4 separate regions of the Mus musculus genome follow, and regions 2, 3 and 4 are each linked to region 1. A link is a contact called in public Hi-C, HiChIP or PLAC-seq and promoter capture Hi-C data. All regions are on one chromosome and are shown on one strand. Each heading gives the region's core, a stretch centred on a gene start, on an enhancer-like site or on the middle of the called end of the contact. The rest is flanking DNA. Distances are from core to core; before and after follow the strand shown.

Evidence for each region. Promoter capture Hi-C pulls out the DNA fragments that hold promoters and counts their contacts. A called contact is a pair of places that touch in the nucleus more often than the background predicts. HiChIP or PLAC-seq counts read pairs in DNA pulled down with a chosen protein or histone mark.
Region 2: a promoter capture Hi-C map of neutrophils shows a contact between it and region 1, with 3 times the contacts expected there. The contact joins the enhancer-like site here to the promoter of Trappc2l in region 1. A contact is called at or near these places in 12 of 39 promoter capture datasets (the 3T3-L1 cell line, the C10 cell line, the HPC-7 cell line and 8 more), 2 of 115 datasets of contacts at active chromatin or transcription factors (embryonic stem cells and large pre-B cells) and 3 of 9 other capture datasets (embryonic stem cells, liver and pancreatic islet).
Region 3: a contact with region 1 is called in a Hi-C map of Th1 cells, with 6 times the contacts expected there. The contact joins the promoter of Banp here to the promoter of Trappc2l in region 1. A contact is called at or near these places in 2 of 39 promoter capture datasets (the 3T3-L1 cell line and hippocampal neurons), 1 of 484 Hi-C or Micro-C datasets (Th1 cells) and 2 of 115 datasets of contacts at active chromatin or transcription factors (astrocytes and extraembryonic endoderm stem cells).
Region 4: an H3K4me3 HiChIP or PLAC-seq map of craniofacial prominence shows a contact between it and region 1, with 4 times the contacts expected there. The contact joins the enhancer-like site here to the promoter of Trappc2l in region 1. A contact is called at or near these places in 6 of 39 promoter capture datasets (the 3T3-L1 cell line, the SN4741 cell line, embryonic stem cells and 3 more), 1 of 484 Hi-C or Micro-C datasets (bone marrow-derived macrophages), 3 of 115 datasets of contacts at active chromatin or transcription factors (craniofacial prominence, embryonic stem cells and large pre-B cells) and 1 of 9 other capture datasets (liver).

Annotation. Positions count from the first base shown.
Region 1 is chr8:122,610,189-122,613,056 of GRCm38.p6, reverse strand. Trappc2l (trafficking protein particle complex 2-like) reads right to left here and starts at 1,431. Exons shown (of 5, transcript NM_021502.2): 1 at 1,364-1,431. The coding sequence starts at 1,396. It overlaps Galns (galactosamine (N-acetyl)-6-sulfate sulfatase), which reads left to right and starts at 1,570. Exons shown (of 14, transcript NM_016722.4): 1 at 1,570-1,829. The coding sequence starts at 1,719.
Region 2 is chr8:123,279,427-123,282,294 of GRCm38.p6, reverse strand. Fanca (Fanconi anemia, complementation group A) reads left to right here. Exons shown (of 43, transcript NM_016925.3): 30 at 975-1,103. Among named protein-coding and RNA genes, the nearest start is that of Vps9d1, 27 kb to the right of the region's middle. Within about 2 kb of position 1,399, at least 34 of the 459 cell types and tissues checked have an H3K27ac peak or open chromatin away from gene starts, as enhancers often do. A contact at or near this core is called in neutrophils, where this site is marked.
Region 3 is chr8:121,949,052-121,951,919 of GRCm38.p6, reverse strand. It overlaps Banp (BTG3 associated nuclear protein), which reads right to left and starts at 1,428. Exons shown (of 14, transcript NM_016812.4): 1 at 1,272-1,428. Gm27011 (predicted gene, 27011) reads left to right here and starts at 1,275. Exons shown (of 1, transcript NR_169031.1): 1 at 1,275-2,242.
Region 4 is chr8:123,136,315-123,139,182 of GRCm38.p6, reverse strand. No RefSeq gene overlaps it. Among named protein-coding and RNA genes, the nearest start is that of Mir7080, 7.6 kb to the right of the region's middle. Within about 2 kb of position 1,367, at least 137 of the 459 cell types and tissues checked have an H3K27ac peak or open chromatin away from gene starts, as enhancers often do. A contact at or near this core is called in craniofacial prominence and hippocampal neurons, where this site is marked.

The DNA of each region.
Region 1 (2,868 bases), core at 182-2,681:
GAGATGGCAGCCCACCCAGTGAGTTCGGGCTCTAAGGGCAAAGTCAAAGCACTCGTGTGCTCTCAGCCTGACAATGACTCTCTACTGCTTAATGCACTGTGGCATGCTGCCTTCAGCGACATAACTGAACCTAAGGAAGACTGTCTGCAGAGAGTGGACTATAAAGATAAAACTGGGTGGTGTGGCACTTGCCTGACATGCACAGGGCACTAAGTCCAATTCCCAGTGCCAAAAAGAAAAGCAATATGGGACCAGAGATGTAACTCCGTAGTGGAGTGCTTGAGTCGCAGCATTAAGCCCTAGTTCTCTCACCTGTACCAGAAAGGAGGAGGAAGGGAGGGTGGAAGCAGTAGAGACAAATGCACAGGGGCAGGAAGTGAGCAGAAATGACTCCGGAATGCCAACCTGAGCACAGCCTAACAACATACCCTGACACTTCTCTTCCTAGGATCACCTCTGCCTCAACCACCAGCACACTCTGTAGTGTCATCCTAACAGCAGGGGCACTAGCTATTTCTTAACGTGCCACACTAGGGTAGTGGTCTGTTCTCAGTGCTTCGAGACATTGAATGAGTCTCCAAATCAGGACCCTTCAGCATAGATACTGGACTTCCTCCTCCTGAGTTTATCAAAGCAGCAGCTGCCTATGACATGAGTTTTGGTTTTGGTGGCCTCCTGGGGGTATAACTCCCTCTTTCATACTGACAGCTTCACAGCAGTCTAATCCCTAATGGCAGATCTCAGAAAAAGCCTAATAGGGATACAGGCTTCATGCAACAGGATATTGTGGCCCTCTGGAGCTGTCTTAGCATCCATAAACAGCTTTCCGGAAAGAAATGAATATATATGTTGGCCAGCAAGATGACAGTTGGGAATAGAGGGTACAAAGGGGAGAGGGATGCTGTCTAGAGGTTTGCAGGCCTTCACGGTGGAGTAGAAGGGTGCAAAAGACATGAAGGGGACTATCCTAAGGCAAAGAAAAGCACTTGGATTCTAGGCTGACTTGAGCCGCGCCAGGCTTATATTTAAATAGCGCCGGCTGGGCAGCCAGGGGACGGTCCGGAAGGCGGGGCAGAAAGACCGGACGCGGAAGGCAGCTGAGGCCGTGAAAAGAACGCGTAGAGCGACGGGTGGCAGGCTGCAGCGACCAGCTAAGCTTCCCGGGGGATCTCAAAACCCGGAGGCGGAGGCCTGCAAACTGGCGGCGGACGGCTGTCAGCTGTCAGCGAAAGCGAGCCGGAAGGATCCTGATCATAGGGCTTGGCTGAGGCTTGGAGCTCAGAGTTGAAAAGATCAAGACCATGGCTGGAAGGAGGCCCGCCGCCCGCCGCCCGCCGCCCGCCGCCCGCAGCCTCTCACGCACCTCCTTGGCGATCACCGCGATGCACACCGCCATATTGGCAGGCTGTGCGCCACATCATGTGACCCGATGTGGAGGCAGGCCCCGCCCATTCTCCTCCCACCGAGGCTCAGAGCCCGCCTCTCTCTACCATGGCTCCGCCCAGACTCTCAGGTCCGGCCTTGGTCCCGCCCCTTTCCCGTAAGGCCCAGCCCACTCCCTTGTCACTCAGACAGCCTAGGCCCCACCTCTCCCTCTTCTTTTCTCCGTGGCCCTGCCCCTCCTCTCATTCTGCCGCCAGGGCCCGCCCTACAGTCCAAAAGGAACCGCGGCAGGCTTGGGACTGGGTCTTGACTCCTCAGCGGGAGCTTGGTTTGCTATGGCGGCCTGTACCGCAGCCCAGCAGCTGCTGCTGGTACTGAGTGCCCTAGGACTCTTGGCCGCAGGTGCTCCGCAGCCCCCCAACATCGTGCTACTGCTCATGGACGATGTAAGTGGGGCCACGCGGCGGGGGGACACGGAAGACACAGGGCAGCCACACGGCGGATGAGCAGTGACCCGAGGGAGGCCCAGAGCCCGGTGTCACATCTTTCACTGTTTCCGCAGTGGGGGTAGGTGTTCAGGGAGGCCCTTTTCTTCCTACTTCCCCTCCCGAGAGCGGGCTGACATTCTCCTCCCCTCAACAGGTGGCCCTGCCTTGGTGCCCACCTCCAGCCTGACCTCTGGGGGAACTCTGACCACAAAGTCAGGCATAGAATGTCACCTGCGAGTGCAGCCTGTGGTCATTTATGAATTCTGCCCTGGGGCATATCTCCCTCAGTGTCCCTGTCTGAGAAATCTGTCGCCCTGAAGTGACATGAAAGCTTAGAAATCAGTCATGTAGAACACTAAGTCAGATGGAACTATCCAAACAGAACTAGATGGACTGTGCCTTCCTCGCAGTCTCAGCCTGCCAGCCCCACCTCCACCCCCACCCCCCCACCCCCAGACACACACTGTGGAGTGACATCTGTTGGCTATTGTTAGAATCAGAGTCACATCCAGTTCAGGATGATTTGAAACAAATCAGAGGCTAATACCGGCCGAGGCTAATTAATAGCCAAACCAGCCCTCTGCAGGGCCTTCAGACCTGTGCTGATCCACACTTACCTCCTCAAAAAGGGGAGAGGGATGCTGTCTAGCGATCTGTGGGCCCATCAGAATGGAGAGGTGCTATATATGTAAAATAAGTTGAATTTTAGAGACTTTTAAAAAAAGATTTATTTATTATTATAGATAAGTACACTGTCGCTGTCTTCAGACACACCAGAAGAGGGTGTCAGATCTCATTATGAGTGGATGTGAGCCACCATGTGGTTGTTGGGATTTGAACTCGTCAGTGCTCTTACCTTCTGAGCCATCTCGCCATTCCAATTTTAGAGACTTAATAGGAGAAAAAGAAAGTAAACATCCCACTTGATAAACATTAGCTTAGTAGTTTTTTATTACTAAGAAAAATACAGATCTAAAAAGTCCTGTACATAAGTCCC
Region 2 (2,868 bases), core at 150-2,649, 670 kb before region 1:
TGTGTATGCACACACACATACTTTTTTTTTTCTGTGCACTTTGGTAAAACCACAGTAGACACAATGAGTGGTCTGAGGCTATAAAATAGGCCCTGTAAGAACAAGTGACCACTTGGGCTGTCTGATTGAGGTAATGGGGGTATATGGGTGGGCAGGCTCCTAGGAGTTACTTGAGGTAGGCACTAGAAACTGAGTGCATCGTGACAGGATGCTGTTGTTAAAGGCCTCATAACTTCGCTTTAAAAAATTATTTACTTTTATTTGATATGTATGGGTGTGTGTGTGTGTGTGCGCACGCGTGAGTGACCTGCAGGGGTCAGAAGAAGGTGGTAGATATTTTGGAACTAAAGTTGCAGACAGATGCAGCTGCCACATCAGTGCTGGGATGTGAACCTAGGTCCTTTGCCAAAGCAGCCAGAGCTCTTAAAAGCTGAGCCGCCTCACCAGGCTCAGGCTCAAGTTTTAACCCCTTGGGTCACTGTTATCTTGAGATCGTATTTAGACTTTTTTTTTAAGAAGTGTTTTAGGGGTTCCCCGCCCACCCCTCTTTTTGCTGGAAGCGAAGGCTTTTTCCATGCTAGGGAAGCTCCCCACAGATGGCTCCATTCCCAGCCATCCTCCCTGCTTTAGTCACACTCCTAATGCTTGAGATATCAGCCCACATGGACAAAGTGCCTCTCCGTGAACCTCGCCTGGTCTTTGTGGTGTGAGCTACCTCACTTGTGTTTGGCTGTTTCCACTTAAAACAGTCACCATGTCCTTGAGGCCCTTCCCTGGTGCATAGGAAAGACGGCTTGGCCACAGCTCTGTCCCCTGTCTTGCAGACAATGGATCCTCACTCACCTGTGAGCTCTCAGGCTGCTGGGGCTAGCTCCCACTGCCCAGTCACTGGCACTGTGTTCTTCTGAGAGAGACCACTTCAGGATGGTTACAAAGTGTTGCTCAGTGTTGACCTCGGCCTTCCACCATTGCAGACATGACTTCCATCAATGGGCAATCTATGAGCGCTACTTGCCAGCTCCGACGGCTTTGGGCGGCTGTGGTGGAGACCTGGAAGAGGCGTGCACAGTCCTTGTCAGCGAGATCATGGACTTCCACCAAAGGTCAGCCACACAGTCCTCAAACCTCCTGCTCTCTGCTAGTGACAGCACGGGTCAGCACAACTCAAAGAAACTCAGTGTCGTCTTCTGTGTGGAATTCCTCAGTCATTGAAACTCACACCATGGCTTCTTCATGGTGATCATTCATGTCCGTGCAATAGCACTGTAGGAAGTTACTTGTCCAGGGTCTCACTCTGTAGCCGACTCATCTAGAATTCAATCTTTCAGTCTCAGCCTCCTGAGGGTTACAGCAAAGTGAAACTGGTCAGTCCCCTCTTCCCCTTCGTCTCTTGAGCAACTCTGGAGGAGGCGTATATTGCATGTGCCTGTGACTGCTGCGCAGACCCCCAGCCCTTAGCAGTCTACCTCTTGCCGGCAGAGCTGCCTGCTCTGGGCATTTCATAGAAACAGAATCGCATGTGGGATGTGTTCCTGGCTTAAGCACTGGGCAGATATTTTCAGGGTCCATCCATGCAGTAGTATTTCATCCCTTTATGGATATGTGATGCTACCGAGCTGCTGGGAGCTTAGGCCACCCGGGTCCTCTCTTGAAGGAAGCTGAAGGGGAAGAGCAGTGGTGGGAGCAAGACTTGGCCTTGCAAGAGATTAGGGTTGCCTTCTATGATGACATTTCCGTCACACTGAAGCAGAAGCTGCAGGCCTCTGGGCGAATCAACACCTGTTGCTTAACAGCAGGAGACTAAGTAACTGGTAGGGCGGCTACAGCAGGGGACTACATAACTGGTATGGCTTCTCTCTCTCTTGCCCAATAGCCTTGTGCCTCTGCCTCTTGCTTGCCAGGCTGGAGGGAGGTTTGGAGCAATAAACTTGTATTGAACCAAGCAAGAGACGAGTCAAGATCACAGAAGGAAACAGTTTTACACAAGCAAATGTACATAAACACATACACACATTCATATACACATTCATGCACACACGTTCATATACCTACATACACTCCTGTTGGGTCCAACCAACTACTTATCTCATATCTACATACTTAGATACACACATCCATACTTACATATGCAGATGGAGCAAAAGCCCAGCTGCCAGCACAGAAAGAACTCAGTCATTCTGGGTGAAAAATGAGCTCCAACCTTTACTGCACAGAGAAAGGAGAAGCTTCTACCTTTTTATTGCGAAATGAATTAAACCCGAGTCTGTAAGAAGAAAGCGCTGTCCTCTTTAGTAAGACAGCCTGCCTTGTTACGCAAAGCCCTGCTCCTCCATCTCATGGTGAGGAGAAGCCTGCTGCTCTCTCTGTAGCTTCTTCTTTGTCTTTCTCTCTGCATTCTGCATACTGTTCTCTTCCTCTTCCTTCCAATTCTGTCCTCTCCTTTTGCCACCTAATGACATTTCTAGGGTTTTTTTGTACCTTTTTAGGAGAATAGATCACATGGTAATTTACCACAAGTTTAAACAAATTCAAATCATAAATTGCATAAGATGTTTACAACAGAGATGTTTGTATGTGTTTCCATTGAAGCCAGTTATCTAACTGGACATTCATTTTCTCTCACTAGCTCCACAGGTTCATTGAAAATTAGTGTAAGTTAACGGTGAGGTTTTATATCAGAGAGTTCTAGTTGTAGCCCTAACTATAAAAGGCTTAATAATTACTAGTTTAATTTTAGGAATTCTTATAGAATCATCACTAGGAATTAATAAATCACCTATTTGTTTGTATAGCATCACTATAAAACAGTCCATCTTCGCTGGTCTGCATAAAATCTGCCCAGCAGGGTGGGCTAATGCAGAAGGATTA
Region 3 (2,868 bases), core at 179-2,678, 660 kb after region 1:
TCAGAAACTACAATTCTGATGGTGGATTCGCCGGCCCCCTCCCCGAGATAGGGGAGGTTGCCTATGTAAACACTATGTAAACGAGGTTGCCTCAAACTGGCAAAGATCCACCTGCCTCTGTCTCCTAAGTGCTTGGAATTAAAAGTCCTGCGCCACTGGGGTGAAAGATAAACTGAAGTTCTTTCCTGGAATGAAAATCAAAAAGGAATAGAAAGATAAAGAAACTCAAGTAGTGTGCCCAAATGGGGCGGGGGTGGGGGGGAGGGCGACAAACTCTCTAACGACTTTAAGAAAGGCTCTTGGGACAATCTCCCAGCGCTCGAGGACACGCCTACCGAGCATACCTGCGAAGGGCAGACCTGTTCCAATGCCAAGAAGACCTTAGGCCGGTCCAGGGAGGAAACAGTTACCAGAAAGGAAGTCCTTGGCAGAGGCTCCCTGGGGACTCAAGAAGAAAGCTGACTGAAACACTGCGTCCTGAGCTGACCAGGCGTGCAGCGAAAGAAAGACCTCGGGACCTACCTGCACCCGCCTAAAGCGTCCCCAACCCAGATTAGAAGAAAGGCAGAGAGGAGGTAGAGGGAAGCCGGAGGTTCCACACTATCTCCGAGAAGTTACAATGTCACCAGGAGCAGAGAAACAAAGGCCACCACAAGTAACAAGGAAAAAAAAGAGCCAGGCTGTGCGGGACGGGGACGTGACGCTAGGTGGGGAAGCGAGCACCAGTCTCGGCCCCGATGTCAACAGAGAGCAGAGCAGAGGCGGGCGGACGCGCCAACCAGGGCGAAGTCACCCGGTTACCGGGGCATAGCGCCAACAACGGCCGGGAGATGGGGCCACCTAGGCGGCGGGGCGGCGCGCGGGGCCCGGGCGCAGCGCGCGAGGCTCAGTCCTGAGAGACTTGGGCGGCCGAGCCAGGGCCACAGCGCCCGCGCGCCGAGCCCGTGACAGGAGCGCCGGGCGCGGGCCCGGGAGGCGCCGAGGCCCCGGAGCCGAACGCACGCGAGCACGGCCGCCGGGCCTCGGCCGCTCGCCCGCTCGCTCGCTCGCTTCCCGGGTCCCGCAGCCCCGGCGGGTGGAGGCGCGGAGGCGACGCGCGGACATCCCGCGGCCCGCCGGCCCCCGCCCAGCCCGGCGTGCGGCCCCGTGGCCGTTGGCGACGGTTGGCGGCGGGGCGGGGCGGGGGCGGCCGGAGATCTCGCTCTCGCTCTCGCTCTCGCCCCGCGGGAAGGGGGAGTGGAGGCGCGACCGGCTGCGGGAGCTGCAATTACCGTGTGGGCTGCGGAATTCTCGTGGTGTTTGTCGGGGAGCTGCGATAATGGCGTCCGTCCTCGCGAGAGAAGCAGCCGCTCTGCGCAGGCGCCGCGAGCGCCTCCCCACGGCCTGCGCCCCGCCCTCAGCGCAGGCTCCCTGGGCTCCCGGCTCAAGGGCGGGGCCGGTCGGGAAGGGGGCGGGGCCTGCTCTGGGCGCCTCTGGCGCGCGCTTTCGCCGACGGACTCCAACGAGCATGCGCAGTTGTCCTCCCCTGCTCCGAGAGTTGACTCGCTGGGCCCTTACTTCCCCATCTCACGTCCATGTTACTTGCTAAAGCAGTAAATCCTCCAGTGTTCAATCTGAGGAATGTACGTCCTCTTTGATGGGTGTGAACACACTAACGCTGCCCTGACGACTACAAATCCCAGTGTGCGCTGTGTGTGGCACGATGCGTCCTGGGACTGGTAGTCTCTGCGGCCATGATTTGCCTGCTGGGATTTGTAGTCCATCCGGATTCTGGCTGCCCCATGCCTTCCCTGCCCTGAGGGCTGCTGGGACTTGTAGTGTCAGCGGCTCAAATGGGCTGTACGCTCCCAAACCCGTCCTACCTACTCTACCTGGCATCGGTCTCAGACGTTCCGGGCTCGTTCAGTGGCATTGTCTGGAAAGTTGCCTGACTTCCTTATGGACAAGCTGGTCGTGGGGACACTGTCACTGTGATAGAGATTATATGTGACATGCTTACGTATCATGCAATAGGAGCTATGCAGCATCGATGTGCATTTGTTGCCAGAAATGCCACTAATGGTTCTCTGCACCTGGTCTGTCGTCAGTGTTCCTTTCCAGGCTGTCCCCTTCTGCATGTTCGCAGTGAGCAATCCTACAAACCGGGATTACAGGAGTTATTTTCACTTAGAAAACTAAACAAAACAAAAACCTGTTTCCTGCCCGTTCCCCTGTGCCGATAATAAAGCCATGACTCAGTGCAGCTACCAGCTGGGCAACCTTGGGACAGCCCTTCTAAACCACTGTGCTCTGTCTGGGGTTTGATCCTGTGCCACTTTACCTCAGGATTGTCTTGAAGATTTCAACCTAGAACTGTGCTGTTAAAATGAGACCTGCTGGGCAGTGGTGGCGCACACCTTTAATCCCAGCACTTGGAAGGTAAAGGCAGCCAGATTTCTGAGTTCGAGCCAGCCCAATCTACAGAGTGAGTTCCAGGACAGCCAGAGTTATACAGAGAAGCCCTGTCTCATTTGGGGAAAAAAAAAAAAAAAAAAAAAAAAGCACTGACTGCTCTTCCAGAGGTCCTGAGTTCAAACCCCAGGAACTACATGATGGCTCACAACCATCTGTAATGGGAACCCAATGCCCTCTTCTGGTGTGTCTGAAGACAGTGACAGTGTACCCACATACATGAAATAAATAAATAAATCTTTAAAATAAAAAGAAAGAAAGCTAAGCCCAGAGGAACTACGAGGAACTTGGCCAGAAACTCTTAGAGAGTTGTACTATCTCCTCCCACCGCCCCTCAATTGGGCCCAGATTTTAAAACTGTAGTTGTGAGAGTTCTGAACATGAATGCCTGACCGCACGGAAAAACAGAGTAATGGT
Region 4 (2,868 bases), core at 118-2,617, 530 kb before region 1:
TTTCTCTGTCTCTGTCTCTCCCTCTCTGTCTCTGTCTCTCTGTCTCTCTCCCTCTGTTTCACATGATGACTGAGACCTTGATATTTATTATCCTGAAACCCCACCAAGGATCACCTTGAAGTCTAGGCCTCAGGCCTGGCCAGGGTCAGGGTTGTGGCCCTGGCTGAGAGAGAACACTGAGAAGCAGCTGGCTCTGGAGGTGTCTTAGGACGTGTCCCCAAGTCTCATCTTGGTTGCTGAAGTAGATGCCACCAAAGCTAGAGCCCAGAGCAAGGGAGGAACCCCTGCTGCCTCACAGCCCTGCCCACCTCCTTTAGCCCAGGGCTGTTTCTCGGGGATATTCTGTTCAACATTGGTAACTCTGAGGATTTAGCCCATTAACCCTTGGCCATCAGTTCCCCCACCCACAGCCTAAAACGACGACATGTAACTCCTGGCACCCTGAACAGATGGCTTCTTACCCTACTTCCTCTGGCTGAGATTCTCGTATACTTGTAAAATGGAGCCTTCTAGGGGTGAGGCTACCCAGGGCAAACTCCACGAACCCACCTAATGCCTGAATTTTCATGCATGTGGTAAGGGGCATAGCTCTCTCGTGCACTGGCCTTCAAGCCCCAGTGCTCATTTACAAACTGGGCACAGTGACATAGCTGTTCAAGAGAGATACAGGCTTCACCCTGCAGATAACCTCTTTAAATCTGGATGTTCTTGTTGGGTTAAAGCCCCATAGAGTAGGCCAACTGGGAGAGTCTTGGAAGAGGCTTCAATAGTTAAAGCAACAGAGGAGAGTGCGGCCCTTCCCACACATGCACACTCAGACACATGGTAAAACAACACACAAACATGCGCGCGCACACGCGCACACGCGCGCGCACACACACACACACACTTGTGTGTGCACAGACACACACCTGAACACACCTGTATACATAACCAAAACTCAAGGCTTTGCAACCTGGGAGTCAAGCACGAAGGGCCCAGCTCAAGATTCTGCTGTGCATTCTTGGCTAACTGGCTGCATTTCTCTGAGTTCAACTCCCCTTTCCATGAAACGCACACACGCACTCACAGTAGGCCATCACGTGGGGCTGTTGTGAGAACTCAACACAGCAGGCAATGTTTAAGCAAATGGCTTAGGGAGTTCTGAGGAGGGAGGGATACTCCACCGTGTACAGGCACTGGATCTGGTGAGAGGAGGAGGGAGGGGGGAAGAGAGTTAGAAGAGAGAGGGGAGGGAGCAGGGAAGACACACCCCTAGAGCTGGCTGGTTGCCCACCATAAGGGGCCTGCACAGACAGGACAGGACAGGACCAGGTGGTGAAGGGAATGGGCTTCACTCACAGCTCTTGTGTGATTGGCCAGACTGCGTGGGGCTTGTCTGACAGCTTTTCAGCCCCCACACCAATTACAGGCACTTAGTCACAGGTTCCTGCCTGCACTTCCTCTCAGCAGCAGGGGAAAGAACAGCCTTCCAGTCCTTCTCACCCCCTCCATCCAGGCCTAGCTTGGATGAGGAGCAGGAGAGGCACTAATCCAGCCAGGCAGAGCTTGGCCTCCGAGGCCCAGGGGGCTCTGGAGGAGGGACAGTGAGGGGGGGAACACATTTAGAACACAGAGGAGGGACCTACAGAAGCTGGCTGTCCCCTTAGACTAATAAGCTGATACCACAAATCAGACTGACCACCACCCACCCTACCTCCTACAAAAGTCTTTATGTTACATCAGAGTGCATGGCAGGTCGAGCCGAAGTGCAGCGCTCAGAGCATAAGAAACTCTCAGTCGATTCAGTAAGGCAGCTATGTGGCTCTGCCTGAAGTCTCTCCTCTCTTAACAGTGACAGCAGCCAGGGCTGAATCTTAGGTAACTGAGAGAGGGGGACCATAAGGGGTCCTGAGGTCATTGATCCATTTAGTCAGGACAGAAGCTCACTGGGCCTGGAGACTTATTCTCATGACACTGGCCATGGGCCACTCTTGGCATGGTGGCCCCTTGGTGGCTAATATTTCAACTGAGCAGGACAGTATGTGGTATTTGTAGGAGTTTTGTTTATTTGTTTTTGTTTTTCAGGACAGAGTCTCTCTGTGTAGCCCTGGCTGTCCTATAACTCAATCTCTGGAACAGGCTGGCCTTGAACACAGAGATCTGCCTGCCTCTACCTCCTGAGTACTAGGATTAATGGTGTGCACCACCACCACCCAACATTTTTTTGTTTGTTTGTTTTTGTTTTTTTAAACAGGGTCCTCTTATGTAGCCTTAGCTAGCCTAGGATTTACTATGTAGACCAGGCTGGCCTTGAACTTACAGAAATCTGATATATCCACTTTCTGAATTCTGAGATCACTTAGCATGTGGTATTTTAATGACCTAGCTGTAGAAGTGACATTGGAACCCAAGTTCAAAAAGACAGAATGTAAGCCTACCTCTCAGTGGTACACTCGTAGCCCTGTTAAGTAGCCATACTTGTCTCTGGCAGACAAGGAACAAGGATCAGACCCCCTCAGATGGAGAGGCCGCCATCTCAGGCCAAAAGCTGTTAAAGGTCCACAGCTGTTAAACGCTGGTGCTGGCTAGGCAGATCACCCAATGCCTCCAGTTCTGCAGAGCCTGTGGAGAAAGGGCCGATCCCATAGCGTGAGTCAACCTCCAGGGTCCCAGTCAGTCCCAGTGGGTGGGCTTGTGGGGCCTGTGGCCACTCTAGGACCCCTAGTTCAGCCAACTTGGAAATTCTTCACCCAAGTCATTCCCGCGCTATCTGCTCGAGAGTGAGGCTCCAGCTGAGGTTGGGAGGCTCCCCAGCATCTGGGAACGCATTCCATCTGCCTCATTGGCTTTGTCTCACACAGGCTCCCCTCGATTCCAAGATCACAT